7 separate regions of the Mus musculus genome follow, and all the other regions are linked to region 5. A link is a contact called in public Hi-C, HiCAR-type, HiChIP or PLAC-seq and promoter capture Hi-C data. All regions are on one chromosome and are shown on one strand. The core of a region is the stretch at or near the end of the contact, and the rest is flanking DNA. Distances in the headings are between cores, read along the strand shown. Region 1 holds the start of Coq5 (coenzyme Q5 methyltransferase). Region 2 holds the start of Cabp1 (calcium binding protein 1). Region 3 holds the start of Srsf9 (serine and arginine-rich splicing factor 9). Region 4 holds the start of Cox6a1 (cytochrome c oxidase subunit 6A1). Region 5 holds the start of Mmab (methylmalonic aciduria (cobalamin deficiency) cblB type homolog (human)). Region 6 holds the start of Pop5 (processing of precursor 5, ribonuclease P/MRP family (S. cerevisiae)). Region 7 holds the start of Dynll1 (dynein light chain LC8-type 1).

Region 1 (3,211 bases), core at 123-2,622, 840 kb after region 5:
GTGGCTCAGTAGATCACAGTGCTTTAGTTGTAAGCCTGAGGATGTGAGTTCAATTCCCAGGGCCATGGAGAACTGACCCCTGAAAGTCATCTCCTGACCTCCACACATGGATCTTGGCATGTGCACGCCTACGTGTGAGAACACGCGTGCATGCACACACACACATCAAAAAGACACAATTTATTTAATTATTATTTATTTATTTTAAAATTAAATATACTACCAGTTGGTGGTGGCACACACCTTTGATCCCAGCAGTTGGGAGGCAGAGGCAGGCAGATTTCTGAGTTCCAGGTCAGCCTGGCCTACAGAGCAAGTTCCAGGACAGCCAAGGCTACACAGAGAAACCCTGTCTCATAAAACAAACAAACCAAAATTAAATACATTTAAAAGGCACTCGGGTAGAGTTTAGTGTCACAGCACTGTTCAAGTGTGCACTAGAACCTGCACACCATTCCAGATGCCACTAAAACGATGTGGGAGGAGTTCAGGCTTGTGCTGTCTGACTTAACCAGGCATGTTATGAGTTCAAGTACACTCTGGACTAGGTAAACTAGTTCCAGCTTTAAAAAATATATATATTCACATGAGGCACACACAGGGGGGTTGACTCATCAGTTATAATGCTTGTCACCAGCACCCAAATCCTTATGCTCATTCACCTAAAACTACAGTTTTAAGATATCTGACATCTCTGGGTTCCACAGGCAGCTGCACTCACGTTCACATACATCCACAGACACACAAGTGTATATACTTTACTTTAGATGTATGTTTGTATGTGTACATATATGTATACACACACATATGTATACACACACATATACATACATACACATATATGTATGTGTGTATATACATATACATATATACACATATATGTATGTGTGTATATACATATACATATATACACATATATGTGTATACATATATATATATTTTTTTTTCAAATCATGTAATTTTGATCTTTAACTTACAACATGCCTCAATTTCACCCAGTTCCTGCACCAGAAAACAAAAGTTGCAGGGCATGAGGGAGCACACTCCAGCACTTGGGTGGATTTCTGCGAGTTCCGGGCCAGCCTGGTCTATTCAGTTGTCTTTTCCATAGTAGTCTTTAGTCCTAGCTAACAGGATGGAAATATGGCCGCTGAAATATAATTAGGGCCTCTGTCTGAATTCTGCTTATTCCTGCTAAACTCTAGATTCAGTCAGGGAACACAGGAAAGGCTTTCAGGTTTCCAAATCCTAAACCAGGAGGACTCCTTAAAAAAACAGGCGTTTGGGGGTGCGTTCCACTAATGTGTCTCCTGTCGGCCGCCGTCACCCGGCTGGTGACGCAACCCGACGTTCTCCCCGCCCCGCGGTCGCCGGGGTGTCACGATGGCGGCGCCCAGGTGCTGCGTTCTATGGCGCGTCTGCGGCCGCGGGTGGTGGCGAGCCACGGGACACTGCAGGCTCCCCGGGTGTCATAGATCCTGGCCATGGGCCACGCTGGGAACGCGGTCCTTGTCCCAGGAGAAGCGAGCCGCGGAAACGCACTTCGGGTTTGAGACCGTGTCGGAAGGGGAGAAAGGAAGCAAAGGTGACAGAGGGCGCGAGGGTGGATGGAGGGACCTGTCGGGCTCCTGTTCGGGTTCCTTTTCTCACTGAGGGTTGATTGGATGCCCTGTCGGCCCCGGAGCTGTGTTCCTTACTGTCCTGACTTCCCAGACCCAGCTTCCCTTTCGGGGACTCATTTGCTGTCACTGCCACTGCAGCCATTTGAGACGCTGCCCCCGGCGACGCGCCCCCTTTTGTCAGGGTCTCTCTGTGTCACCTTGACTGCCCTGGAGCTGTCCAGGATGGCCTCGAACTCACAGAGATGCACCTGCCTGTGCCTCTGCCTCTGGAGCGCTGCCATTAAAGGCTGTGCGCCACCAAACCCGGCTTTTCCCTCTTTGAAGCACAGCATGACCCTTTACGCTCGTCAACTGCGAGATTGTCCTATACGTATGCCAGGTGCCGTGTACAGATTTTCCCCCCACCCATTTCTCACTTCAGTTTCCCACTAGTGACTGTTGTTACTACTTTTCTGAGGGAATATAGGGTTAAGGTTAAGCTTGCACTATTTAAAATGGTAGCCAGGAGCTGGGACTGTGGCACAATTGGTCGAGTGCTGCTGGCCTGTCACTTCCTGCGGCTCAGTTTCATCCCCAGCACCTCATAATTTGTGTGGTGGTGTAAACTGTGTTCCCAGCACTTGGCAGGTGTGTGGGGGAAGGTTACAAGTACAAGGTAATTCTCTTACTGTACTGTGAATTTGAAGCCAGCCTCAGACAGAGAGATACTGCCTCCACAAAGATAAGTATAAACTTGTAAGTTAGAAGAGTAACTACTTGTCTAACACAGAATTTACATCCTTATTTTCTTACTAAAGAAAGACACTAAAAAAAGAAAAAAAAAAAAAAAAAAAAAGCCGAGCACTTGGGAGGCAGAGGCAGGCGGATTTCTGAGTTTGAAGCCAGCCTGGTCTACAAAGTGAGTTCCAGGACAGCCAGAGCTACACGAGAAACCCTGTCTCAAAAAACCAAAACCAAACCAAAAAAAAAAAAAAAAAGACGCTATCCCCTCCTTTTAAAAACACACGCTCACACATAGTTCAGGGCCATCCTTGCCTACATAGAGAGTTCCAGGACAATCAGAGTTACACTATGAAACCCTGTCTCCAAGAAAAATAAAACATCAGAACTGTCTGACACATACAGTGCCATGCATTCAGGAGGCCTGGGGTAGGATCACAAGTTCAAAACCTTTCCTAAAAAACAAAACCAAAAAACAACAAACAAACTAAACAACGAAAACAACTGCTTAGCAGCTACAAGCACTTCAGTCCTAGCATTCACATGATTGTTCACAATTGTCTATAACAGCAAGACGTTTGACTCCTTTAGGGTAGAGTCACTCTTGCACAGGGATCGCCTAAGACCATCAGAAAATCCAGTTATTTACATTATGACTCACAACAGCAGCAAAACTACTGTTATGTACTTATGAATTAGCAATGAAAATAATTTTGTGATTGTGGGTCCCCACAACATGAAGAACTGAACTAAAGGGTCAGCATTTAGAGGTTGAGAACCACAGACTGTAACCTGTTCCAAGGAATCCGAAGGCCTCTTCTGGCCTCCATGGGCACACATGTGGCACCCAGACATACATGCAGGCAAAT
Region 2 (3,349 bases), core at 620-3,119, 750 kb after region 5:
CCGTGTGCCTGCTGGCCCCGTCACACCATCACAGCGGTCCCGGTGCAACCCGAATCCACGTGCAGCTGCCTTCATGACAGAGCCCCGCCTGCATTAACCACTGCAGAGTAGTATTTTGAAAAGAAGCGAGCAGTTCTGAAGCAAAAAACACACGCGGCCTCCTGATCCCCGCACAGCCAGCGGGAGCTTGAGGTGGTTATCTTTGCGATAGATCCTACCAAAGAAACACTTAGACCCCTGTGTCTGAAACTATGCCAGCCTTTTGATTGCGCCTCTGCAGAACTGACTCCCTGAGTTTGATTCAATTACAGTCTCCCAACTAGAGGAAATCTTGGCTTTGCTCAGAAGTTCACGGGTTCCTGTCTCTCCTGCGACACAATACCACAATGTAGCCTTGAGCTGTTTGTAAATGCCCCGCTGACTGGAATCCTTGCGGGCAAAGGCGTGCGAGGGACAAAAATGAGTCACCAATGACCTCTTAGTGGCCTTCCTAACCCTAAAAGGCACACCAACCCAGGCTTGGATTTTCTGGGTCTTATCCCACAATTGCCTAACTGCCATTCAGATAGCATCCCTGGAATACCATCTTCCTTGAAAACACTCTCAAGTTCTAGATGGAGCCGTAGCTCTGGACAGACCCTTCATGCCTGTCCAGACATCTCTTCTCCTCCCCATTTTTCCAATCCCCTAACTTTCCCAGACCTTTGAGGACACTCTAAGTCACGGCTAGTATAAATCATCCACAAGCAACTCGCTGTACTCCCAGGCCCTCCCCCTTTGCCGCTCAGACTCCAAGCCCTTCGCTCCTCTGGGTCGCCAGAGGCCAGAGAGAGGAGAAGGTTGGCGCCGCCTGCTCCAAGCGCTGCTCACGACCCTGGAAAATCTCCCGGAGGATTGCGGAGGTCGCTCTTGCAGGTGCGAGGCAGGCTCAGCTGAGCGGCGCCCAGGAAGAGGCCCGAAGTGTGGACAGCGCACAGGGTGCTGAATCAGACACGGGGGTGGCGGAGCGCCAGGGCCGCGGGAGGACAGGATGAGCCAAGGTGCACCCCGACTGGGCAGAGCGAGCAGAACCGGGGACGCGCCGCCGCCGTAGGGTCCCGAGCGCCGGTGCCCGGAGCGCGGGCGAGGGGCGCGGCCCTTACCTGGCCGAAGGCGGAGCTGAGCATGGGGCGCAGCCGGTGGAGGAACGGGTCCGCCTCGGGGGTGCCAGCAGGAGCCGGGTCCCCGCGACCCCGCGATCGCAGGGAGCCCCGTAGACCGAGCGCTGGCGCCAGCCCCCGTTCCTCCCCATCGCGCCCGCGGGCCGGCGGTAGCGTCTCCCGGGGCCTGCAGTGCGCCTGGGGCAGCCCACGCCGGCTCCCGCGCGCGCCCTCGTCCCGCGGCACGGGCCGGCACAGGGGCCTCCGCGAGCTGGGGTCCCCGCACGGTGGAGGCGAGCCGGGGCAGGGACCGGGCAGCCGGCGGCCACGCAGCCCGGGGTCCCGCGCAGAGCTGTGGCGGGGAGCCCGGCTGCCCCCGCTCGCCGCCGCCGCCTTGAGCAGCGACGTCTTGGACTCGCTCTTGGCAATGTGCGAGCTCATCGCGGCGGGGCCCGCGCTCGCATGGCCCGGCGGGGGTGGTGCGGGGCCCCCGGAGGGCAGAGAGCGGGGCGCCCGGCGGGAGCCAAGCCCGAGGACGCGCTGCAGGCGGGCGCCGTCCCCTGGCCGCTTAAATGCGGCCCCGTCGCCGCCGCCCATGTGACAGCGCAGCCTCTGCGCCTGGAGCCTCGAGCTCCCGGCGGCCGGCGCTGCAGATCTGGGGGGGCAGCTGGTTGTCCCCCGAGAGCCCACCCCCGGCTCTCCCGCGGCCCAGGTGCCGCCGCGCCCCGCCCCTCGCCCCGCCCAGCGCTCGGGGAGTCCCGCTTCCGGGCGCCTCTGGTGGCCAAGGGGGCGCTGCGGCACTGAATGTGAGCACGAGGGAAGGGGCTGGCTAACCTCCCCCAAGGAGACTGGCGGAGCCCCTTATCACGCCCAGAGGATCCCTCCATGCCCAGGATCGGCCGGTCGCCCCCCCCTCACCCCAAAGTCAAGCAAGGGTGCACTTTCCAGAGAGAACAACTTTGGCAATAGGACCAAAGGGGTGCAGGACGCTAGAGACTCAGCTAGGATGCAGGCACTCTGTGACACCATCCAGACAAACGCAGGAGCCAGATGACCTGGAAGGATAAAGCTAGGAGTGTATCCATGCCTCGTCCATCCACCTTCCATAGAGTACACCGGACTAGGATTGCCCCGAGCAAGTCAGCCACGGAATTTACAGTTGACACAACAGAAGAGGAGCCAGGTGGCATCTGGCTGCAGCTACCTGTCCCGGAAGTGCCTGGTGGTGGTCAAGTTCCAGGTAGGACACGTTGGCTATGCTTGTTTCTCCATCGAACCACCTCCTGCCCTTCTAGTTGTTAGAGAGAGGACTCCTGCCCTTGGTAAGCATCCAGGAAGTCACACTGTGCTGGTTTCAATCTCAAATCCCAGCTCTGCAGCTTGCCATCTGGGAAGCTTGGGCAAGTGTCATCAGCCTCCCTGAGCCGGTTTCCCCTCTTCAGTGAAATGCAAATGATTCTTCCCAAACTGATTTCGTGGCGACACAAGATTTCCTGGTGCTCAAGAAAGACTCCAGCAGGAGGGAGCTGGCACAGGGCACACACTCATTTAGCAGCTTCTCTCCAGTCTGCACCTCCTGAGGCCCCCTTGTACCAAGGTGCTTAGTAGTAGGGACGTTAAGATTTGGAGGCGAGGGCCTCCCTGTTCTCTGCCCATCCTCTGTCCCTTACAACCTGCTCACTGCTTAGCCTCATTAGGATAGATGGGCAGACTCCCAATATCACGGGGCTTCGAGGAGGACCCTCTTTTTTGCATGGTGTATTTCTACCTATGCATGTGCAAAAAAAGAAAGATCTGGACGTGGTGGCATGGGCCTGCAATTCCAGCATGTGGTAGGTGGAGGAACCAGAATTGCTATAAACTTGAGGCTTCAGAGTAAGACTCTGTTTAACTATTCTAACTCGTGTGTGTGTGTGTGTGTGTGTGTGTGTGTGTGTGTGTTTTGGGGGGGGGATCTGGGTGTGGTGGCACATGTCTGAAATCCCTTGGGAGAAGCAAACAGGAGGGTTAGAATAACGAGTTCCAGGCCAGGCTGGGCTACATGAGACCCTGTCATATAAATAAATAAAGCTGGGCAGTAACGGTGCACACCTTTAATCCCAGCACTTGGGAGGCAGAGACAGGCGGATTTCTGAGTTCCAGGACAGCCAGAGCTATACAGAGAAATTCTGTCTCAAAAAACCAAACCCAAAATAAAAGAGTGTTTGCTT
Region 3 (3,100 bases), core at 348-2,847, 880 kb after region 5:
GCCTCCTTGGCTGTCTTGGGATTAGCTCTGCACACTTGGCTGGCCTTAAATTCACAGAGATCCACCTGCCTTTTTTTTTTTCTCTAACTACACAGAATACAAGGATAAACATAAAGATATGTAATTTGAGGCTTTTGGGTTTTTTGTTTCTAAAGATTTATTGTATGTTCATTGGTGTTTTTGCCTGTATGTCTGTCTGTGTGAGGGTGGCAATCTCCTGGAACTGGAGTTACAGACAGCTGTGAGCTGCCATGTAGGTACTGGGTATTGAACTCAGGTCCTTTGGAAGAGCAGTCAAGGCTCTTAATCACTGGCACCATCTCTCCAGCCCCTGGACATATTGTTTTATGGTGTAGCCTTAGGCTGGGATCCAAAAATCTTACAGAGAACAAATGAAACAACAACCGAGCTGCCTAGGGTTACAGCTCTCTATCATCTTGCTATCTTTGCCTTATATCCCTCCAGGCATCTAGGTTTGAATAGTTTTTCAGGGTAGGATCTCAGTAAGTTGTTGTCAAGGCTAGCCTAGAATTTTAAAGTCTCTCACCTTAGCCTCAGGAGAGTGAGATTTACTGGCATGCATTCCCACTCACTGTTTTGTTTGGTGAGGTTGTTCTATAGTTTAGAATGCACAAATAGGCAAACTCTACAGTGATGCTTGTGGTGATATGAAATAATACATGCGTATCCTCCACAGATTCTCTTTTCTCTCTCTTTCTTGGAGACAGGGTAGCTGTGAAGTTTCAAACCCGGGATGATCCGCTGAGGTGCCTATATAAGATACCAAAGCAGACCTGGTCTCCAGCTTCTGGCATCCTCCAGTCCTTATCTGTTACAGGGTTTGGCTGACATACCCCGCCCTCCAGGCCAGGGGCTAGGCTGCCCTTCCCCTAGAGGCTCTTCCCTATATAATCCAGACATCTTGACTACCTTCCTCTTTTTACACCTTTTGACCTTCTGACTGCAGGATCTGTTTCCCCTCTCCTTCCCGCCTCTCCTCACAGGGCCCAGTTCTGCCTGGTCTCGTCCCCTTCTGGACTCTCCTAGATGGCCTCCCTCTGAGTATAGTATGCTCTCCCACATACCTACAATAAACCTTCTTCTCCACTATACCTTTTATTTCTCTATGTAAACCAGGCTGGCCTTGAACTCATGGAGATAGTTGCTCCTGCCTCTGTCCGGGTTCGGAGTGTTGGAACGAAAGGTTTGCGCATCCACTCTCCATTCTCCAGAAACTCGGACAACCAAGCTTTGGCGACCATCTCAGGCTTACACCTCGGGTCTAAGGGACGACTACAGACCTGAGACCGAGGGCCAGGATAGCCCAGCGCTGGGCAGTCTGAGGGCTTCTGTGGGGTCCGCGTCCTTCTCCTCAGAAGGACAGCCCCAAGCTTAGTGACCTACCAGCTTAGGAGGCGCTCGGGTCCCACCTCCGGGAACCTTCCGCTCGCATCTCTAGGGAGAGACCCCGCCCTCTGCGCAAGCGCACCTCGCGGCGGCGGCTACCCCTTTAAGATCGCTTTAAAAATCCTCCGACCGCCGCCCCCTCCCGCCCCCGCTTCCTCACGGCTTCCGCGCCGCGTTCCCACAATGCAGTGCGGCTGAGCGCCTCGGGAGCCCGCGGGGGAGGCTGCGGCGGGGGGCCCCGGGCTGAGGAGGCGGCGTCGGCGGCGGAGGCGGCTGCGACGGGACGTGGGCTGCGGCGGGCCCGCGGCGTCGGCCGGTGCGGATGTCGTCGGGCTGGGCGGACGAGCGCGGCGGCGAGGGCGACGGGCGCATCTACGTGGGCAACCTTCCGTCCGACGTGCGCGAGAAGGACCTCGAGGACTTGTTCTACAAGTACGGCCGCATCCGCGAGATCGAGCTCAAGAACCGGCACGGCCTCGTGCCCTTCGCCTTCGTGCGCTTCGAGGACCCGCGGTGAGGATTCCGCCGGCGGCTCGCCCCATCTCCGCCGGGCCCGGCCTCCCCTCCCCTCCCCCAGCGCCTTCCCCTCCCCCTCCCCGCCGTGCTGACCCCTCGCGGCGCCCCCCCCCCACCCCCGGCTGGAGGCGGCTTTGCCTGGTGTCACTTCCTTCAATCGGAAGGCTCCAGCCCGCCCGACTTGCCCCCGAGGAGGGTAAAAACCAGCGCGCTCTGCCCAGCCCTCGAGTTTGGGAAAAGCACCCTAACGGGAAGCACCCCGAAATGAGGGAAGCGCGGGGCTCGGGTCCCCCGAACCGACCCTGCAGAGGACTCGGCCGAAGGCGACAGTCGCCCATCCCGCCCCCTCCTCCCGAGTCCGGGTTCGGGTCTGTGGGTGGGGGTGGCCCTCGCCGTTACCGGGGAACAGACGGCGTTGGCGGGGACCACAGGTTGCCTTGGGCGGCTGAAAAGCGGGGTGTCTGGAGCCAGCCCTCACTTGGGCGCCCCACCGAGCCTAGTTCTAGTAAAGGGGGATCAGATTAAACAGCGGGAGAGAGAGACGGGTGGGGGGTTAGCATCTCTGATTTCATTCCCCTCTAATGAGGGAAGTTAATTCCCCGCCAGAAGCCAGAAGTTAATTGTAGCAGGGATGTGGAAAAGCTAGGCTCCCCCAAAACCCGCGCCGAAGGATCTTTGATTTTTTTTTTAATTATTATTTTTATTTTTTTTGTGTGTGTGTGCAAATGTCGTGAGCCCTGGGTCAGGAAGAGGCCGGAAAGTATGCTTTAGTTTAGAGATCTCTGCGCCGTTGGCGGTCGTCCCCTTGGGAGGGTCAGTAAGGACCTGTTCCCTGTCTTCTCAGCCTCGTTGGGAGGAGAGCTTCATCTCTGCCTGCCGACCCGGTGTCTCGCCGGCCTGGGTTGGAGATTACGGATTCACAGTAGAAGTACTCCGGACTTCGATGGTTGAAGACTAACCCAGCTTATCCCCTAAGTGTCTTGCAGTTTGCCTCAAAAAATAGACTGAAGCTTTTTTTTTTTTTTTTAAATACAAATGAACGTGAGAAAAATTATGGCCCTAATGAACAGTGCCATTGTGTCTTTAATAGTCAAGTTCTGTGTCAAGTGCCACGCCTCGTGTAGTTAGCGTTTTTCAATAGCCCATGAAGCAGAGGATGCTGACCGTATTTCACACA
Region 4 (3,098 bases), core at 520-3,019, 900 kb after region 5:
CAGTCTAATCAAAAACTTACAACGCTCCTCTTGCCTCTGCCTGCAGTGCTGGGGTTACAGCATGTATGACTCTGCCAATCATAGTTTTGTCTGATTTTGAGACGGGTCTCTTTATGTAGCCCTGGATGTCCTAGAATGTGCTATGTTGACCACCTGCCTCTGCCAGCATGAATATTATTCTGTGTACATCTCTGTGGGTATATGCACGAGTGTAGGTGTACACAGAGACCAAAGATATCATCCCTGCCTGCAGCTGGGGCTAAAGAATGTTGTGAGCCACCCACTGGAAACTAGGCTCTTCTGTAAGAGCAGCAGCACTCTACACCACTGAGCCCTCTCTCCTGTCCCTTCCCCTCCATGTTTGAAAAGCATTGCTCTTGGTCAATAGCTCACAACCATTTTTGGCTTTCTGTGGTAACCCCATTTAGCCCAAGCTAATCTCCATTTCATAACGTGGCAGAGAATAACCAGCAACTACTACTGATAGAAACTTCCTGATAGCTACTACTGAGAAAACGCTTGTTTTCTGACCCCAAGTGCCAGGGGCGGGATATGGGAGCATTATCTAGAGGCCTTAGGAGGGGGGTGCTACTGCCACCTAGTGGGCAGAGCCCCAAGGCAAGGCTGCTGTCAAACACCTTTTCTTTTTCTGAGAAAGTCTCCCCCCTGGCTGTCCTGGAGCTCACTTTGTAGACCAGACTGGCCTTGAACAAGACATTGGCTCTCTTTGGCCTCTCAAGTGCTGAGGCTGTACGGGAACGGCATGGAGCCTTCTGGGTTGTAAAATTGAAGTCTAGAATAAGTTTCTGCAAGGCCAGTCTTAGGTGAATTAGGTGATACAGTGGAAGACGGGCTTGTTAAAATACATCATGAGACATTATAACTGTCTTTTTTTTTTTTTTTTTTTTTTTTTTGGTTTTTCGAGACAGGGTTTCTACACGAACAGCCAAGGCAAAGAACTGATAAAACGACAGGCACTGTGAGAACCAACGGGCAGTCTGTGCTTAAGCCTACGCCAATCGCCCGGATCCCGGATCACCTTCAGGATTTGCGGCTATAAAGGGACACCCCAAACCTCCAAACTTTCCCGCAGGAAGCTAATAAAGTGCACCATTGGACAAAAGGTGACAAGTTGGAGGAGCTGAAAGCCCGCAGGCATTTACTGGGTGGCCTTTTAAGAAAACCGAGCCACGACCTACAAACTGGCTTCCCTTCCGTCAAACGAAGAGTAAATAAAATATTCTATCTGCACGGACGGACAGGCAGCCAAGATCCTAAAACTCCCCCAAGGGCTGGGCCAGGGGAGTGGACAACCCCGCAATAACGGATGCCTGGAGGACGGACGGACAGACGGACAGTAAAGGCGCAGCGCCTACCTTGGTCCTGATGCGCAGGTGAGGGTAGGCAACGAACGGGGGTCTCTCGTGCTCTTCGTGCCGCGACTTGAGGAACACGTTGAGCATGCTCACTCCCACCCCGGGCAGCGCCACGAAGTAGGTGAGGGCCTTCCACATCCGAGCTGCGGCGGGGGCCACAACGTCAGCCTCGGCCGCTCCCTCCCGCCAAGGTCACCGCCCCGGGCTCCGGCCCCGCCACGCCGCCGCACGCCACCCGCCGAGACCCCACGCCCATCCGAGAGCCCCCGGGTACCTGAACCCTCCTCGCCGTGGGCGCCACTCGACATGGGCCGCCTCAACCCGGGGAGGGCCCGGCCCAGCGGCCGAGAGACCCGAGACGCTGACAGCACCGCCGACGCCATCATGGAACTACACCGGCGCGCCGGAAGCGGAAATGGGGACGGGCGAAGGGGGCGGGACAAAGACGCCGAACGACGTTCCTATTGGGCAACGCCTTCTCAGACCTGGCTAGGAACTCCAGCGCCTGCGCACTTTATCCGTCCCTGGGGCGGCTGGAGCGAGAGCGCGCATGCGCCCCGTTCCTGTGCCCCATCTCCCTGCTTGTCAGCGCCTAGGTGAGGATGTCCGCGGAACTGAACTTTTGCGAGCTTTTCTGGTTTTAATCGCTCCCTTCTTTGGAGTCCCTGGACAGGATCTGAAGTGCGGAGAACAAGTCACGTTAGCGGAGGCGCCATTCTCTTTCCTCGCTCGCTGCCTTCTAATTCCGCGATTTCCCAGGCCCTCGACAGCCCTGTCCTTGTCGTTATCATTGTCCCTATCGCTCTTAAAGACCGTTGTTATTCTCTTCCGTTGTGCCCTACATAGACTGTAAAGTCCGCAGTGCTTAGATTTTTGCCAGCGCTGCATCCCGAGAGTTACCCGAAATCTTTCATGGCAAGTAGCAGGTGCTTTATGCAATTTAATGAATGAATGTATGAAACCGTGTATTAATGAGTCAAGGAACAGACCCAGGAACCAGTAAGGACCCTGCAATTGCCAGCAAATCTGGACTTTGTTTAGCTCCATATCCTCAGCGTTTGTTCAATGTTCCTGCTCCCGCTTTGAATACTACACACATCTGTTAAATTTTGTCTGTAGAACTTTACAAATATCTCCTTTTTCCCTTTTTATTTATTTATTTGTTTATTTATTTATTTATTTATTTTGGTCTAAAAGCCTCGCATCTTTAATGCTAGTATCTGCGAGGAAGACGCAGATGGAACTGACCCCAGGCCAGCCTCCTCTACAGAGTTCTAGGCTATCCAGAGGCTGCATAGTGAGACCCTGTCTCCATAAAAACAAAAACAACAAAACACGCTGTACTGGTTAGTTTTGTGTCAACTTGACACAGCTGGAGTTATCACAGAGAAAGGACCTTCAGTTGAGGAAATGCCTCCATGAGATCCATCTGTAAGGCATCTCAATTAGTGATCAAGGGGGAAAGGCCCCTTGTGGGTGGGACCATCTCTGGGCTGGTAGTCTTGGGTTCTATAAGAGAGCAGGCTGAGCAAGCCAGAGGAGGCAAGCCAGTAAAGAACATCCCTCCATGGCCTCTGCATCAGCTCCTGCTTTCTGACCTGCTTGAGTTCCAGTCCTGACTTCCTTTGGTGATGAACAGCAGGGTGGAAGTGTAAGCTGAATAAACCCTTTCCTCCCCAACTTGCTTCTTGGTCATCATGTTTGTGCAGGAATAGAAACCCT
Region 5 (3,296 bases), core at 464-2,963:
AAGATTTATTTATTTATTTATTTATTTATTTATTATATGTGAGTACACTGTAGCTGTCCTCAGACACCCCAGAAGAGGGCGTCAGATTTCATTACGGATGGTTGTGAGCCACCATGTGGTTCTGACCTTCAGAAGAGCAGTCAGCGCTCTTAACCACTGAGCCATCTCACCAGCCCCGCTTTTTGCTTTTAGATTTATTTATTTTATGTATATGAGTACACTGGTGCTCTCTTCAGACACACCAGAAGAGGGCATCAGAGTCCATTACAGATGGTTGTGAGCCACCACGTGATTGCTGGAAATTGAACTCAGGACCTCTAGAAGAGCAGTCTGAGCCATTGTAGCAGCGCTACAACTTGTTTTGAACACTTGAACAGTGCACCTTTCTTGTGGCTTCACACTTATGATGTATATTCAGACCCGTCACATGGCTACAGCGTGGCCTACCTTTGTCTCCCGTCTTGGTGTAAATCTTGGGGATCTTGGCTGCCGTCGAGGACGGCTGCAGCCTGATGAGAAACAGACACAAAGGCGTGGTAAGTGGGAACGGCTGCGCCTCGGGGAGTGACGCCCAGCTTTCAGTCTGCAACCTCAGGGGCAGCACTTCTCTGCCTCTGGGATGGCAATCTCCCGTCAGCCATTTCCCCGCTGCCCCTTCCTGACAGCTTCCTGTCCCTGTCTCTACCTGTACAGCAGCTGCTGTAGCATACTGCTCAATAAAGATTCTTGGCAAATACTGGCAGGAAGGACTAACTGGTCACTCCATGTAGCCCTAGCTCCACAGTGGGCTAAAGCCGCTAGCTCCTGGAACTGCCCTTCAGCTTCTCCCACACTCCCAAAGTTAGCCATACGCTTCTCCGTTGAGGAAACTGGAGCCCACAAAGATTCAACTTCCTAGATCTCCAGGAAGAGACTGGGCTGGGATTCATGCCCAAAACCCTTCTACTGTAAGCCTGACCTGGTCCATTACCCTCCCCAAACTCTTGTCTCTTCTAACCCCAACACAGAAGTTAGCACTTCTGGGGGAAAGAAAACTAGGCCACTTGCACTTTTCTAAGATTTTTCAGTGTCAAGGAAAAAAAAAAATACACTGTCAAAATGGAATTTCAAAAATGCTATTTTAACTTAATTTTTTTTTTTTTGAGGACTGCGAATGAACCCCGACTCTGCCATTTTCAACTAGCAGTGCATAACTTAAAATTAAAATGTGAATTCACAAAATTATTTCAAAGTCAGAGGACTGGACAGGGAACGCTGATCATGAGGTCATGGTAGTCTGCAAGTCCCTATGCAAGTTTCTAAGTGTTACCATGTCTTCCTGGTGTCTTAATCCTAATCCAAACAAACTGCTTGGGGAGGCCGGACAAAACCCACAAGAGCATGCCCCTGCCCTGACTGACCACAGCTAGACTCCGTTAGAACTTGGGGAGGAAATCCTGGCCTCTGACGCCATGACGAGCCCAGTGACGTCAGGCCACATAGAGCACGTCATCGGTGTGATGTACCCACGGAAACAACCGTTCCTCCTCCGTGTTGAGTTACTCTCCAGGCCTGAAACTCACCTGTCCCCGTCTTCCCCGCCCTGAGGGCCACGGCTCTGGAAACGGGGACACAGCAGTCTGCAGGCGCTGAGACGCCCGCGCAGGCCGAGGCGACCCCCAAAGAGCCACACAGCCATGCGCACGGTAACGCATCCAAGACTGACCCGGCTAGGCACCCGTCCAGGCCCGGGGATGACTCCGCCCCGCAGCCGGCCGCGCCACCTCTCAATCGCTGTTTCCTATTGGCCTGGGGCACTCGCACCAGGGCGGGGCACTCCCCAGCTCTTGATTCCCATTGGATTACTTGTAGAAAGAGGCGAGGCAATTTCGGCTTGCTTGAAGTTCCCATTGGTTAATGTTTGACCCAATCTGTAAAGGAGCCCTTAGCTCCAGCTCTCTGATTGGCCTCAGGAAGACACACCCGCCTCCTTGGAACTCTCCCATCTGATATGGAGAAGACCGGGAGCTGCGGCCCGGGTTTCAGCTCACTTGGGCGCTGGCCGGGGCAGGTGAGAAGCCTGGGCTGCGGGATGGGCGGCGTGAGGACCGGGTCCCGGACACCCCGGGCCGGGCGCCGCGGTTCTCTGCCTTCGTGTCCTCGATCTGAGCGCTCGGCGACCTCAGATCGGACAGTTTCCCCTAGACTAGGGTCCCGTAGACTGGGCTACTTAGTGTGCAGTGGGGTGGCCAGTGAAGCCTTGAACCCGGGTGATTTTTGCATTATTTATAACAACGTAAAAATGCATGCACCCATAAATCCAGCAAAACCACTCTGTGACATGACTCTTGCCTTGCAGAAGTTCTTGTTTGAACGTGCAACACAGGGCGTTAACAGGTGAGTCCCGGCAGCCGCGTTTGTGATTGTGACAGGTTGGTTGTGGTCTTGAGGTCCGGGAAGGATTCTTTCTCCTGCAAGATTTTATCTAAACCTCGCGTTCCCACACGCATCAAACACATGGCCGTCCTCAGAGTAGGCAAGCAGTCCATGCCTGAGCTCATGTCAGTTTCTACTGGCAACAGCAGTGGTAATAAACTCTGGAGCTGAGAACCTGTCAGTGCCGAGTAGCTCAGTATAGTCAAGAGGCCACTTTGCCAGACAGACAGGCCTTGCTGCTGGTAGTCCTTTGAGTCAGCCTCCAGTATTGCCTCTATTATCTGATATATGGGAAACAGATTCATGGCATAAGACATTCTGGGGACGGAAGAGCTGTGGTCTGAACCCAGATTTTTTTTTTCCCATTGTCCACCTGACTGGCTCACTGCACTGTCATCCTGGAACATAGCTCTGGATGGTAGTTCTGGATGGAGTTTCTCTACATGCTCCTGGCTGTCCTGGAATTCACTCTGTAGACCAGGCTTGCCTCGTACACCCAGAGATCCACCTGCCTCTGCCTCCACAGTGCTGGGATGAAAGATGTTCACCTCCAAGCCCAGCCTTCCTGGTGTTTGTAACTAACATCTAGGGAACTTTGTTTCTCTCTCTCTCTCTCTCTCTCTCTCTCTCTCTCTCTCTCTCTCTCTCTTTCCTTGCAGAAGTCTCAGAAGCCATGTTGTCAGAAGCCCTGCTGGTGTCCGCCCCGGGGAAGGTCATCCTCCATGGAGAACACGCTGTGGTCCATGGCAAGGTAAAAAGTCCCCAGGGAGCTGGGCAGTGGTGGCGCATGCCTTTAATCCCAGTTCTGAATTTGAGACCAGCCTGGTCTACAGAGTGAGTTCCAGAACAGCCAGGGCTACACAGAGAAACCCTGTCTCGAA
Region 6 (3,268 bases), core at 132-2,631, 790 kb after region 5:
AGGATAGACTTAGAGGCGCACAGGGTAGTGGCTGCTTAAGGATAGACTTAGAGGCACACAAGGCACACAGTGGCTGCTGGGAAAACAGCCACGCAGGTTCAAGTGTCCTGGGCCAGCATCCTGTGTGGCTGCAGCATCTAGACTCTTTAAAAGAGACTCCCGCGATGCCAATGTGCCTGAGAAAGCATCAGGGCTGGGGGTGTATCTTGGCAGCAGAACCCTTGCCTAAGCACCCACAACATATTCCCCAGGACCTCAAAATAAAAGCACCCTAAAACTGGGCCTAGTAGTTCATGCCTTTCATCCCAGCCCCCCAGGAGGCAGAGATGGGTGGACCTTCCATGAGTTTTAAGGATAACAGGATCTACATAATGCCACACACACCTCCTGCCTCCTGCCGCTCCCATGTAATTAAATTTATTTAGGAGGAGGCACGTGTACACATACGGAGGTCGGAGAACACCTTTCTAGGGCTTCCTATGCCAGTCCCTGAGATCCAACTCAGATCTTGATCAGGGCTTGACCGCAAGCTCCCTTCCCCATCGTCTCACCTGACCCCTGATTGATCATTTTAGCAACTATCCCAACCTCTTCTTAGACAGTTATCTAAACTTTTAGTCTGATAACGGTTTCGTTAGTTGTTTCAAAGTAGGTTTTTGGAAGGCGTAGCCGGAGCTAACCTTTTGGGCCAGCAACGTAGCAGTGGGGGCCGACAAACCCAAAGTGTGGGGGGGGACCCCCAAACGCCCACTCACCCTGATCCGGCCCACGCACACCTGACCATCTGACCTGGGCTAGGCCCAGTCTTTCCATAACCACGGTAATAAATAGTAAGCGAAACCACCCCAGGATACAGGATGAGGGCGGTGGGTGATGAATGGGCTCGACGACGCACAGGTTTGGGCTCAGCGGGGATTAGGCTCCATCCCCGCGTGAGTCATGCCTGCGTAGGTCCGCCTCTCTAAGCCTCAGCCCCTTCCTCCGCCTGACGCCGGCCCACGACTCCCGCCCCCGCGCGGCGGGGACCCGGGTGATTGCAAACAGCCGCCGGCCTCATTAGGAGACGTGTAATTAGCGGCTGGCGGAGCCGAGGGCGGGGGCTAATTACCACCGGGAGAGGCTGCGACGACACGTCGCCGCCGCCGGCCCACCGGGAGGCGTCTGGCCCGCACTTCCCGGCTGGCCCGGATCAGGGTGCTTCCTCTGGGTGACAGCCGCTCGCCGTTGTTTGTTTATTAGGCACCCGCCCTCCCGTGCCGGTGCAATCCCACCTACACCTCCATCCTAATAATTCTTAATAATCGGAACTAGAAGGGGAAGCTCTGCTTTGGAGACGCGGTGTGGTCCCTGACAGCACCGGGCCGGAGGACGAAGACCGGGGATCCGAACCCACGCCTGTGGCTACGTTACAGCAGGTGGGCAGTGAGCATCGGAGTGGATCCGAGCAGGGAGTTTGGAGACCAATGCTTTCAAGGTTAAATTCTGGGCCTGGGCCCGGACCGCATCTATAAAATGGTCTCAGGGTTAGGATAAAGGCACTGGTGCTATTTTTAGAGAGTGGGGAGTGTGGCGAGCTACACAGTGGGCCTCTGGCACCCCCTACCGGCCGCTGGCTGTGGACGATGATTGCCTCTTGATTGCAATAGTGAATGGCAGTCTGCGAAGGGACATCTGTGGTCCCCTAAAGCTGTGGCTAAGAGAAGACTGAAAACTGATTTCGGATCTTGTAAATAGTCAGCTGTGAAATATAAGTCTTGCTTTACGTTACCACACCTGGCCAGGCGAGGCCATGACAGCTGTACACATAACGGAGGTCCTGAGAACCAACTTCCCAAAGTCGTCCTCTGATCGCCACCTCCGGCCGTGGCAAATACGCACCTCCACATTTCTACAACAAATAAATAAATCTAATTTTCAAAAATGACCCTGCTACAAAGCCAGGCACCAAGAAACCCAGGATAACAAGAAAATCTGTAGACAATGTGTATTAAGGCAATGCTGACCGACTTAGTGGTGCACTTAAAACATGCAATACCGAGCACGTGAGGAATGTCTGTAGCAGCACCGGCGACAGGAAAATAGAGTCAAGCAGCGGACTTACAGGCATGTTGCATGCTTAAAACATATATGTCCAGGCCAAGGCCTGGCAAAACCTATCTCTCCAGAAATGGGGATGATGGCTCCTTCCCACTAAAGGTTTTGGCAAGGGCCTGGGAATTTGGGGAGCACTGAACCTTATCTACATCTTAATAGGGTGGCAGTCACACAAATCCACCTCACTGAGTCACACCATTAAGAATATGCACTTAGGGCTGGTGAGATGGCTCAGTAGGTAGGAGCACCTGACTGCTCTTCTGAAGGTCCGGAGTTCAAATCCCAGCAACCACATGGTGGCTCACAACCATCCGTAATGAGATCTGACTCCATCTTCTGGATTGTCTGAAGACAGCTACACTTACATATAATAATAAATAAATCTTTAAAAAAATATGGACTTAGGGGCTGGAGTGAAGGCTCTTCTGAAGGTCCTGGGTTCAAATCCCACGTGGTGGCTCACAACCATCTGTAATGAGATCTGATGTTCTCTTCTGGTGTGTCTGAAGAAAGCTATAGTGTACTTAGATATAATAATAAATTTTAAAAAAGAATATGCACTTAACATGCAAGATAAATGAAGTGTAGCACACCCCTGTAGTCCTAGTCCTTAGGAGGCTGAGGCAGGATTGCTTTGGGCTCCAAGCTAGCCTTAGGTAGATAGAGTGGGACCCTGTTTTTTTTTTTTTTTTTTTTTTTTGTTTGTTTGTTTTTTAAATGCTGGGCAGTGGTGGCGCAGGCCTTTAATCCCAGCACTCGGGAGGCAGAAGCAGGCGGATTTCTGAGTTCAAGGCCAGCCTGGTCTACAGAGTGAGTTCCAGGACAGCCCGGGCTACAGAAAGAAACGCTGTATCAAAAACCCAACAACAACAATAATAATTTATCATTTATTAATCACACAAAGGTATTCAAGGGAATGGGCTAGAAAAACGCATTAAAAACCTTAACCCTCTGTTCTTCATTTTAAAACATAATCCTCTATTCTTAACAGAAAACAGAGGGCTGGGTGTGGTGGGACGCGTTGGTAATGCCAGCGCTTCGTAGGAAAAGGCAGGGGATCAGAAGTTCGGGGTCGTCTTGGCTACACAGTCAGTCTGGGGTTAGCTTGAGGAAAAAAAGAAACCAGGAAGAGAGGGAGGGAGGATACTATATTGTTTTTGGAAACCACTTGAAA
Region 7 (3,077 bases), core at 191-2,690, 860 kb after region 5:
TTAGCAAGTTAGAGAGCATCTGCTACCTGATTCTCCCATCCCATGGACATTAAAACTAGCAATGTGTTCATTTCTTCACTAGTTGGATAGAACCAGGGCCAGAGATGATGTAAAATTCTTTAGGGCTCCTACTATCTTATCGGGCAATCGGTATGAAAACCTCATTTATTAAGCAGAATGTCTCTCTTACAATCCAGACGCACATACTGCTGCATTTGTCAAAAAAAGATATTCAAGCCGGGCGTGGTCTCGCACGCCTTTAGTCCCAGCACTTGGGAGGCAGAGGCAGGCGGATTTCTGAGTTCGAGGCCAGCCTGGTCTACAAAGTGAGTTCCAGGACAGCCAGGGCTACACAGAGAAACCAAAAAAAAAAAAAAAGTATTCATTTTTGTTCCATGTGAGTCTTTCATCCTCCCGTTCTCCACTGGAACCCTCCCACGGCTTCGGCTTCCAGTTTCCTTCCAGCAAACATAGCTTGAGAAGTTGGCAGTCTTGCGCCAGCTTTCTACAAAACTGCCATTTACCAAGCCTCCACCCAAGCCCCCCAAACCACCACTGCCACCCACTTTCCCTGAACTGTCGACTAACTCCCGACTAGAAGGCTGGCAAGATCTCCTCCTAGCCCGGCTGGAAACACCCACGCAGGCAGGCGCAACCCCCCCCCCTCCCGGAACACCCAGATGGATCCTCGGCGCAGGAATTCTACAGCAGGGGGAACTGCTCGCAACTCCCTGATCTTGGAAACCGTTGCTAGGTGGCGCTTTCCCCCAAGGAGCTGGGGGTTTAAAAAAAAAAAAAAAACTTCTGGCGTTGAGGGTCTGGTCTTCCCCAGAGGAACGCGAAACCCTTGCGTCCTTTCTAGAACTATCCATCCCGAGCCGCCCTGAGTGCTACAGGGAAACTGCCAGGCGCCCAGAGGACGCAGAATCGGGGAGTAGGAACTACGCGGCGCCGGGTCCTCACCTTCTTGATATGGGCCGCAATATCCTTCTCGATGTTGTACTTCTCCAACGCCTGGGTAGCGCACTCCACCGAGTCCTGTTGCATCTCTTCCGACATGTCTGCATTTTTGATCACCGCCTTCCGGTCGCACATGGTTACCTGTGTGGTGACGAAGCGCAGGGAAGAGGGAGAGGGGTCGGGTGCGGGCCGCGCTCGCTGCCCTCCCGACCGGCGCCCCCCTTGAGGACGACGCCCCCACCCGCTTCCGAGGGGCAGCTCCCGAGGTCCGCACCGCAGGCCCGAGGTAGGGGGGACGGGGAGGACCCGAGCCCGGTCTCACCGTGGAGCAGAGGCCAGCCGGCTGCTGCGAGCTCCTAGGGAAGGTGCGGGCGCCGCTCAAGCAGCAGAAGACAGCCGGTCGCTACCGAAGCCGTGGCGCATCTAAGCTGCCCCACGCCAGCCGCCGCCGCCTAATCCCTAGGCCCCGCCCTGCGCCCGCGGCCCCGCCCCCGGCCCGCGTCGCTATTGGCCATCCGCTACCGCCAGCCTCTCCCGATTGGCTAGCGGATTCAATGGTTCCCTCAGGATCTTTCCCCCGCGTTTTGTTGCAGACCACAATGCACCGCGCACAGCGTCGGTTGCCCGGGCGATGCGCGGCACGCGTGCGGAGGCCCACACACCCTGAAGGCGGAGCCCCGGGTCGAGTGGCTGGCTCCCGGACCACCCAGCAGTCTGGAAGGAGGTGAGGGCGGGCATTTTCCTCTCGGGGGCCCCACTGAGGTTAGCGCAGGGTGTGTTCTGGAATCGCAGGTTCTAGAAGGCTGGGAGCTGCCGCCCCAGGTGCCGCCCATTTCCACCATCTCCCCCCACCCACCCGGGGTCCGCACGATTTATGGCCTTTGACAGGTGGCCTCGAGCTTAGCAAGGGTGAGCCATCGATGCAGTTGCACTCAGGGTCTCGTAGGGCTTGGTTCGAAGCTCTGCTGTCACATTCCTGAAGTTTGTAAGTAAGTGCGTGTGTCTGAGGAGGCCCTGGGCTTGAGAGGCAAGTTCTACGTTCTGCCACTGAACCCTGTTTTCTTTCTTTTTCGTTTTTTCTGCCCGTGTCCTCCCCACCCTACCTTAGCATCGTCTCCCTAAGTAGCCCCAGGATGATCTAAAGTTCGCATTTCTTCTTGGCGCCTCCCCCATGCGCCATCACACCGGGTTAAATTCCGAATTTTATAACATGACACTACATGCTTATTTCGTACTGTAGCCCCTGTGTAGCTGGTACTGCCCTAGGAGACCGTATACATACTGATAGCCTAATGATTGAAGGAGAAATTCGGGAAAGGGATCGCGTATCCAGGAGGTAGAGCCTGTCTGCCAGGCAGTGGGGACCTCAAGATCTGGAATGTGGGTGGATGCCCAGTGTGTACAGGTGAGGCTGCTTCCTCGGATAGAATGTCCATTTGGGCAAAGTTTCTTGGCTGAGGATTTATTTATACAAAGGAAGACGTATCTTAAGAAAGTGATCCTAAGATGTGTCTCCTCTGGCATTTATGACTAATCGTACCCACATAATAAATAAATAAATAAAAATAACAAAATACTGGGCTACCCCTCAGTCAGTAGAGCATTTGCTTGGTATGAGTGAGGCCAGAGGCTGCATATTTGATCCCCAGGAGGCTCCAGGAGGGAGTCAGAACACTGGAAGACAGGAACAGAAGGATCAGAAATTCAAGTCCAGCTTTGGATAGATGGCGCCAAGGCTAGCCTGGGCTACATGAGATCCTGTGTAAACTGCCCTCCCCCCCAAAAAAATAAATGAAATAAAACGAGTCAGCAGCAGTGAGTGGGTGCTTGACCTCTGCTCAGCACCGTACCACTCACAACAGCTGTGTCTGAGAGGATCTTCTTTTTCTTGCTCTCTTTAAAAAAAAAAAAAAAAAAAAAAAAAGCTGGGCGTGGTGGCACACGCCTTTAATCCCAGCACTTGGGAGGCAGAGGCAGACGGATTTCTGAGTTCGAGGCCAGCCTGGTCTACAAAGTGAGTTCCAGGACAGCCAGGGCTACACAGAGAAGCCCTGTCTTGAAAAACCAAAAAAAAAAAAAAAAAAAAAAAAAAAGTTTGTGGGTGTTTGGTTGTATGT

The links. Promoter capture Hi-C pulls out the DNA fragments that hold promoters and counts their contacts. A called contact is a pair of places that touch in the nucleus more often than the background predicts. HiCAR-type assays count read pairs that join an accessible place to other places. HiChIP or PLAC-seq counts read pairs in DNA pulled down with a chosen protein or histone mark.
Region 1: a contact with region 5 is called in a HiCAR-type map of astrocytes, with 3 times the contacts expected there. The contact joins the promoter of Coq5 here to the promoter of Mmab in region 5. A contact is called at or near these places in 2 of 39 promoter capture datasets (liver and pre-B cells), 1 of 484 Hi-C or Micro-C datasets (CD4 T cells) and 2 of 115 datasets of contacts at active chromatin or transcription factors (astrocytes and extraembryonic endoderm stem cells).
Region 2: a contact with region 5 is called in a promoter capture Hi-C map of pre-B cells, with 4 times the contacts expected there. The contact joins the promoter of Cabp1 here to the promoter of Mmab in region 5. A contact is called at or near these places in 4 of 39 promoter capture datasets (the 3T3-L1 cell line, hippocampal neurons, liver and 1 more).
Region 3: a Hi-C map of liver shows a contact between it and region 5, with 2.9 times the contacts expected there. The contact joins the promoter of Srsf9 here to the promoter of Mmab in region 5. A contact is called at or near these places in 1 of 39 promoter capture datasets (pre-B cells), 1 of 484 Hi-C or Micro-C datasets (liver) and 1 of 115 datasets of contacts at active chromatin or transcription factors (bone marrow-derived macrophages).
Region 4: a contact with region 5 is called in a FOXA1 HiChIP or PLAC-seq map of pancreatic cancer cells. The contact joins the promoter of Cox6a1 here to the promoter of Mmab in region 5. A contact is called at or near these places in 1 of 39 promoter capture datasets (pre-B cells) and 4 of 115 datasets of contacts at active chromatin or transcription factors (large pre-B cells, memory CD8 T cells, pancreatic cancer cells and 1 more).
Region 6: a FOXA1 HiChIP or PLAC-seq map of pancreatic cancer cells shows a contact between it and region 5. The contact joins the promoter of Pop5 here to the promoter of Mmab in region 5. A contact is called at or near these places in 2 of 115 datasets of contacts at active chromatin or transcription factors (large pre-B cells and pancreatic cancer cells) and 1 of 9 other capture datasets (liver).
Region 7: a promoter capture Hi-C map of liver shows a contact between it and region 5, with 2.7 times the contacts expected there. The contact joins the promoter of Dynll1 here to the promoter of Mmab in region 5. A contact is called at or near these places in 3 of 39 promoter capture datasets (liver and pre-B cells), 3 of 115 datasets of contacts at active chromatin or transcription factors (bone marrow-derived macrophages, memory CD8 T cells and pancreatic cancer cells) and 2 of 9 other capture datasets (adipose tissue and liver).

Annotation. Positions count from the first base shown.
Region 1 is chr5:115,278,330-115,281,540 of GRCm38.p6, forward strand. Coq5 (coenzyme Q5 methyltransferase) reads left to right here and starts at 1,373. Exons shown (of 7, transcript NM_026504.2): 1 at 1,373-1,585. The coding sequence starts at 1,384.
Region 2 is chr5:115,192,512-115,195,860 of GRCm38.p6, forward strand. It overlaps Cabp1 (calcium binding protein 1), which reads right to left and starts at 1,870. Exons shown (of 6, transcript NM_001310712.1): 1 at 1,143-1,870. The coding sequence starts at 1,736. Gm35515 (a long non-coding RNA gene) reads left to right here and starts at 1,827. Exons shown (of 3, transcript XR_387599.4): 1 at 1,827-2,379.
Region 3 is chr5:115,325,580-115,328,679 of GRCm38.p6, forward strand. It overlaps Srsf9 (serine and arginine-rich splicing factor 9), which reads left to right and starts at 1,598. Exons shown (of 4, transcript NM_025573.3): 1 at 1,598-1,920. The coding sequence starts at 1,730.
Region 4 is chr5:115,347,189-115,350,286 of GRCm38.p6, forward strand. It overlaps Cox6a1 (cytochrome c oxidase subunit 6A1), which reads right to left and starts at 1,770. Exons shown (of 3, transcript NM_007748.5): 1 at 1,651-1,770; 2 at 1,377-1,519. The coding sequence starts at 1,759.
Region 5 is chr5:114,442,314-114,445,609 of GRCm38.p6, forward strand. Mmab (methylmalonic aciduria (cobalamin deficiency) cblB type homolog (human)) reads right to left here and starts at 1,714. Exons shown (of 9, transcript NM_029956.4): 1 at 1,563-1,714; 2 at 448-509. The coding sequence starts at 1,678. Mvk (mevalonate kinase) reads left to right here and starts at 1,956. Exons shown (of 11, transcript NM_023556.3): 1 at 1,956-2,050; 2 at 3,075-3,166. The coding sequence starts at 3,089.
Region 6 is chr5:115,234,470-115,237,737 of GRCm38.p6, forward strand. Pop5 (processing of precursor 5, ribonuclease P/MRP family (S. cerevisiae)) reads left to right here and starts at 1,382. Exons shown (of 6, transcript NM_026398.4): 1 at 1,382-1,415.
Region 7 is chr5:115,299,550-115,302,626 of GRCm38.p6, forward strand. It overlaps Dynll1 (dynein light chain LC8-type 1), which reads right to left and starts at 1,441. Exons shown (of 3, transcript NM_019682.4): 1 at 1,283-1,441; 2 at 964-1,101. The coding sequence starts at 1,095. It overlaps Gm13830 (predicted gene 13830), which reads left to right and starts at 1,571. Exons shown (of 2, transcript NR_131932.1): 1 at 1,571-1,684.